Regions from separate parts of the Zea mays genome. Here region 2 is linked to region 1. A link is a contact called in public Hi-C data. All regions are on one chromosome and are shown on one strand. The core of a region is the stretch at or near the end of the contact, and the rest is flanking DNA. Distances in the headings are between cores, read along the strand shown.

Region 1 (2,796 bases), core at 295-2,794:
CCGCTAGCGATGGACCCAATTATGAAGTAGTTAGTGTATGTTTCGGCCTTTAATGTCGATGGTTCATGGGCTCAAAGCTGGACTTGGTTGTTGGGCCGAGCTAGTTTCTGTAGATGCGGAAATCCAAGCTGTACACATGATGCTGGAAAGAGTGTCACATAGGATCAGTAATCACAGACTCACAGGAAGGAAAGGGAGCGTTGTTGTATTATTTGCACTGACTGACAGTCGGTTGACGTGACAAAGCTACACTCTAACGTGGCAGTTTCCCTATCATTCAGTTGACCTGATTATCTTTATCAGGCCGTCCCAAAAGATACTGTATTGACGTAATCATGTCTCAGCAAGTCAGCATGGCCTAAATGCAGTTCTCTTGCGGTCTGACCTGTTCATCTATACCTCTGGGAGTGTCCGGCTTCATCCCGTACGTGTATACAAACAACAAAAGCAGCAACGTCGCCGTGTCTCCGGACGAGCTGAGTGACGGACGCAAAGAGGTGGCGTTTTGGACCGGCGCGGGGACACGCGCGCAGGCAGTGGCGGATCCAGAATTGATTCAAGACGGGGGCTACTAAATTAAGACTATAATTTTTTTTAAACCAAACAAAAAATATAATTAATGTTTAGTATAACACAAGAAGCAAGATATAATTTAAACATTTCAGATCATTACAATCCCTAAGCGTCAATGTTCAGGACACTTTCTTTTTCACGAGCTCGTCTTCGTTCAGTCGTCGTCAGTGCTGGACGTTCAATGTGAAGCCGGGAGTCTCAGCATTCGTGGCCTGCGACGTCCCAACAACCCCATAAATAAATTCACGAGCTCACCGAGATGGAAGACTTGAAATTACCAAAGATCATGGAAACGCTGGCACAACCTCTGACACCGGCAGTAGCTGACGGTGGCAATCGAAACCAGCCCAAGAACTATGAGCAGACAGGTGAGGAGCTCGAGCCTGTTGTTAATTCTCTTGCATTAGCCCGTAGCCCGTAGGAGGAGGAGCGGCAGACGCAGCCTTTCTTGGGTCGCTGTTCCTTTCCCTTCTTCTGCAAAAGAACCAACTAACCAAAACTGAACTAGACCGATGCGTGTATATATGTGTACTGCACCTTTCTCTGGTCGCTTGTATGGGCCGCGACCGGGGCTGCAGCCTAGGCAGCCCCGGTCGTAGATCCGCCCCTGCGCACAGGCGACTCCACTACCTACAGTCACCGCCGCTGACAAATCGCACTGGTACTCTGCGTCTCTGCGCCCCTGCGTGCGTGTGTGCATGCATGCATGAGAACTGCGCGCAGCAGCCCGGCGGTCAGGCGGTGGGCTTTGCTAGCCGTTTGGCGTTGCATGCGGATGCGGCATGCCATGCCCGGTCGAAGACCAGGCGGCGACGGACGCCGTGACCGTGATGCATGCGCTGTTTGCTCGCGGGGGGCCGGGGTTGTCCGCCTGGCGGCTGGCGTCTGCCACAGGCCACAGCCGATCGGTGGTGGTGGTCCTCGTGGCCGGACCAGCAACCTGAGCAAGGTCTCTGTTGTCTTTGTGGCGCGCATGGACCGGTCTGGAGCGTTGAATTCCTTTACCATCCCATGGGACACCCACCCATCCTTTGGATCTGTACCCAGCGATGGCGACGGATCGAACGCACTGCGGACTGGACGAACCAAGAATGCACTGTGTAAGAGCATGGTAACTCGGAGCTTTGTCACCCACCAACTAGGCAACTACATCGATCCCAGCTTTCGTCGGTCGACGTTGCGTTGAGATAGCAAAGTGAAATGGCAGCGAGCTGATGGATGCCCGCCCTGTGCTGCCCTACACGGCTACACACACTGGCTCCAGTAGCTGGGTCGGTTAACGCTGGTCAACCTTTTCTTTTGTGTGAAACGGTGGGGTTTTCAGTGTTTTTAGCGCTAAAATCAGTCATGGTCTGACGGACCTATACATGTCAAACGTGCCGCCCAACACGACCGGGCACGGGCACAATTTGGACACGGCCGGAACAAGGCCATCCAGGCACGGCACGGTGGTCATCTCGGCCCAGGCCAGCATGGCCAACTTGGGTGCAGCCTAGACACGGCACGGTAGTGTACTAACCATGGCACTGTGGTATAGTGTGAGGCCAGACTCGAATACAGAAACATGAGAATACTCAAATTTAGACAGATTCAGACACTACTATACATATTCAGATACAAGTATATAGGTCCAACAGACAATTCATCAAGTAGAAGAATATAAAGATTATATTGGAGCTGTTATGTGCAATGTTGTATTATTAAAAACCTTCATAGGTAAAAACTCATACCTCGTGAGAAAACCCTAAGAAAGAAAAAAGAGTGCAGCCAACTCTTAAATTCTAATGTTCATAAATTCATTAGTCCATTACAACAAGTACATATTGCCATTCCAGATTATGTTGCATGTGGGAGTCCGCTAACTCCCCGTCTTTGATGCAGGATAAGACCTCCACCATGTCACTTGTAAGTCGTCGTCGTCGCTCCTCGATCACCCTGCCAGCCAAACTAAAACTAGATTCCGAGGATATGGTAGATGCAGGCACAATCATCACATCTTTAGTAAGGATAGACAGAATAGGGTAAGTTAGCTTATGGTCTTGCCGCTAGGAGAGAATGTTGAAACTATCATCAAACGGATTGACAGTATCATTGTCAAGGTATGAAGACAGCTCAAACTGAGATGTATCTGCCCAAGCAGTAGTAGATGAAGATGGAACACTACTACCTGCAATGTCATCACCATATATGTCATTCTAGGCCATTTTGTTCTTACCTTCATTA
Region 2 (2,700 bases), core at 105-2,604, 82 kb after region 1:
GACCGCCTGTACAGAGGATCCCTGTAGTAGTGACTACTACTCATTGGCTATATTTAAGTGAGAATAAACAATAAAATTATAGTTAAACTAGCAAAATATTCGTATATTGCTACAGGGTGTATATAATATAAAATATAAATATGTGTGTTTTATTGGCTAGGTGGATGTGAATGTAGGTTAGAGCCAATAACTCTGGTTCGAACACCCATTTATACATAATTTTAGTATTTTGTCCTCGTACAAATAGCATAAAACAACTTTTACAAGACCTAATGTAACAAATTAGTAGCTCGCATGATCATTTTATTTGGCCATTCATAAATAATATTAGCATTATAGTTTGACATTAAATGTAGGTTTGTCATAAATTTAGGTGTTGTTTGAGTCACATATTTTTAACGTGATGGATAACTGATAATGTTAAACCATATTTATTTAAGTACACCAATAATCAGATAACACACTAGAAACTGATACTGGCACACAAACTTATTACCGCTGATACTCGAGTGTGAATTATTATTTTTACTATTTATCCTTCTACAGCTGCGGATGAGTTTTATGTCTACGTCTAGGTCCATCGAATACAAAACCCAAAGATACTTGCCCCATGTAAAACTGACATCGAAGTGTGAACTGTGCGCTTTGACTTGGGTGGAATCTCATTGTCGTCAGAGGGTGCAAATCAGCCTGCGCGAGCCAGCTATTCGCACCCAGCATCGCCGTCGCCAGCACGGCCGTGGGACTGAGGGGGTGGCATTCACTTCGCCGCTCGGACTACGGATCGTGTCTCCTCCCCACCCCCCCGCTCCGCTCCGAATTCATTCGAGCGAGGTCCAGATCGAGCTCCGGATCCGGACCCGGACTCCTGTTGGCAAGTGTTGGCGCTTGGCTTTTCTTCTCTTGCGCTTCGTTTCGTTACTCACCGATCCACGTACTACATCTCGCATGATAGACGACATAGACACGATCATGATCCGTAAAGGGAGTACGTAGCAGCATATGCTCCTGTAGCACGTACTATGTGCTTCGAGTACTCGTGTCTCGACAGACGGTACGGGGGAGCAGGAAGCGGACGCAGCAGCAATAGCGTTCTTCGTTTGCTTCTGCTGATGCCCTCCAGGAACGCAGGAGAATTGGAGATCCAGATTACTCTGGCTCTACATGGAGACAGTACTTTGAGATGCTAAACAAGATTCCTCCGTTCAGGAGGAGGAAGAGGAGAGGAGAGGAAGGCTGGAGCAGGGCATTAACCACGCACCAACGACCCGACCTGAGCGGCATTCAAGCACCGCGCCGCGGTCCATCCCCTCATCTCGACCCCGTGAAGCCGAACCCCCCAAAAAAACGACGTCAAACGCGGACGAGGGAGCACTGCAACTGCAAGCGCCCCATAGGCCGCAGCGCTATCGCGACGTCGCCACCGCCCACCGGCCACCACCACAAGGCACACGGGGACGGGCGCCCGCTCCACTACCACTACCTCCCGTCAGTCAGATCCCAATCAAAAGAGGAGCATCGCAGAGCTGTACGTATCACGCAGGAGGTAGCGTTCCACTCGCTTCGCGGTGGCCATGGTCTCGTCTCCTTCCCCTCCCTTGCCCACCGGTGTAAGTGTGCCTCCCTCCCTCCTTCCTCCTGCCTCCTCTCCTCTGTTACCGCGGTTCTGCCGTGGCTGAGTATACGAGTCGTTCACTGCACAATGGTGCGCCGTCAGGCCTCCGAGCCGAAGCAGCAGCGAGGCGGCACCAAGGCGGCGCCGGAGAAGGCCGACAAGAAGTACGCGCACGTCCCAACACCGCTCCACCACGGTCACGGCGGCGCCAGCAACAAGACAACACCCCGCGGGGCCAAGGACGCCGCCGGACCGGCGGCGTACGTCGCGGCGGTGTCCTTCTCCGACTGCCGCTTCAAGCAGCGCGCCCTCGCGCCGGCGTCGCCCGGCGCCGTCATCCGCTCGCTGTTCGTCTCCCTCACCCGCCGCTCCACCCCGCGCTCGTCGCCGTCGGCCACGCCGGCCTCGGCAGGCGCCGACGCGGGGGACGGCGAGCAGTGGCGCCTCGCCGCGGCCGACCTCTCCCGCAGGCTCGCCGCGGCCACGCGCACGCGGGACGAGGCGCTGGAGGAGACCACGCGCCTGAAGCACTCCCTCGCCGAGCTGGAGCACAAGCTCGCGCGCCTCGAGGCGCGCGTGCTCCCGACCCCCGCGGCCGCCTTCCCCGTCGACTCCTTCCTCCGCGCCGTCTCGACCGCCCGCGCCGCCGTGCGGAACCTCGCGCGCGCGCTGTCCGCCCACCTCCGCAGCCCCTCCAGCCCCGGCCCGAGCCTCGAGAGCTTCCTCAACCGCGCGTTCCACGCCGACTTCGAGCTGGACACCGACGCCGACGCCCACACCACGGACCCCGCGGGCCGGTGCCAGGCCAACCTCGCGGCGTACCACGCCGTCGCGGTGCTCACGTGGGAGGAGGTCCTCCTCCACGGCACCAAGCACTACAGCGAGGGGCTCAGCCGCTTCTGCGACGCCAAGATGAGCGAGGTGGTGTCCTCGCTCGGCTGGGCGCGCGCGCGGCCGTGGCCTGAGCCGCTGCTGCAGGCCTTCTTCCTCGCCGCCAAGGGCGTGTGGGGCGTCCGCCTCCTGGCGCGCTCCGTCCACCCGCCGCTCCCCGTTGTGCGCGCCGAGCGAGGCGCGCGCTTCGACCC

Evidence for each region. A called contact is a pair of places that touch in the nucleus more often than the background predicts.
Region 2: a contact with region 1 is called in a Hi-C map of leaf, with 5 times the contacts expected there. The contact joins the promoter of LOC100277561 here to the enhancer-like site in region 1. A contact is called at or near these places in 3 of 25 Hi-C or Micro-C datasets (ear, leaf and tassel).

What each region holds. Positions count from the first base shown.
Region 1 is chr1:34,082,892-34,085,687 of Zm-B73-REFERENCE-NAM-5.0, forward strand. No RefSeq gene overlaps it. Among protein-coding and RNA genes, the nearest start is that of LOC103633575, 50 kb to the right of the region's middle. Within about 2 kb of position 1,545, at least 18 of the 20 cell types and tissues checked have an H3K27ac peak or open chromatin away from gene starts, as enhancers often do. A contact at or near this core is called in ear, leaf and tassel, where this site is marked.
Region 2 is chr1:34,164,616-34,167,315 of Zm-B73-REFERENCE-NAM-5.0, forward strand. It overlaps LOC100277561, which reads left to right and starts at 1,355. Exons shown (of 2, transcript NM_001367859.1): 1 at 1,355-1,610; 2 at 1,718-2,700. The coding sequence starts at 1,575.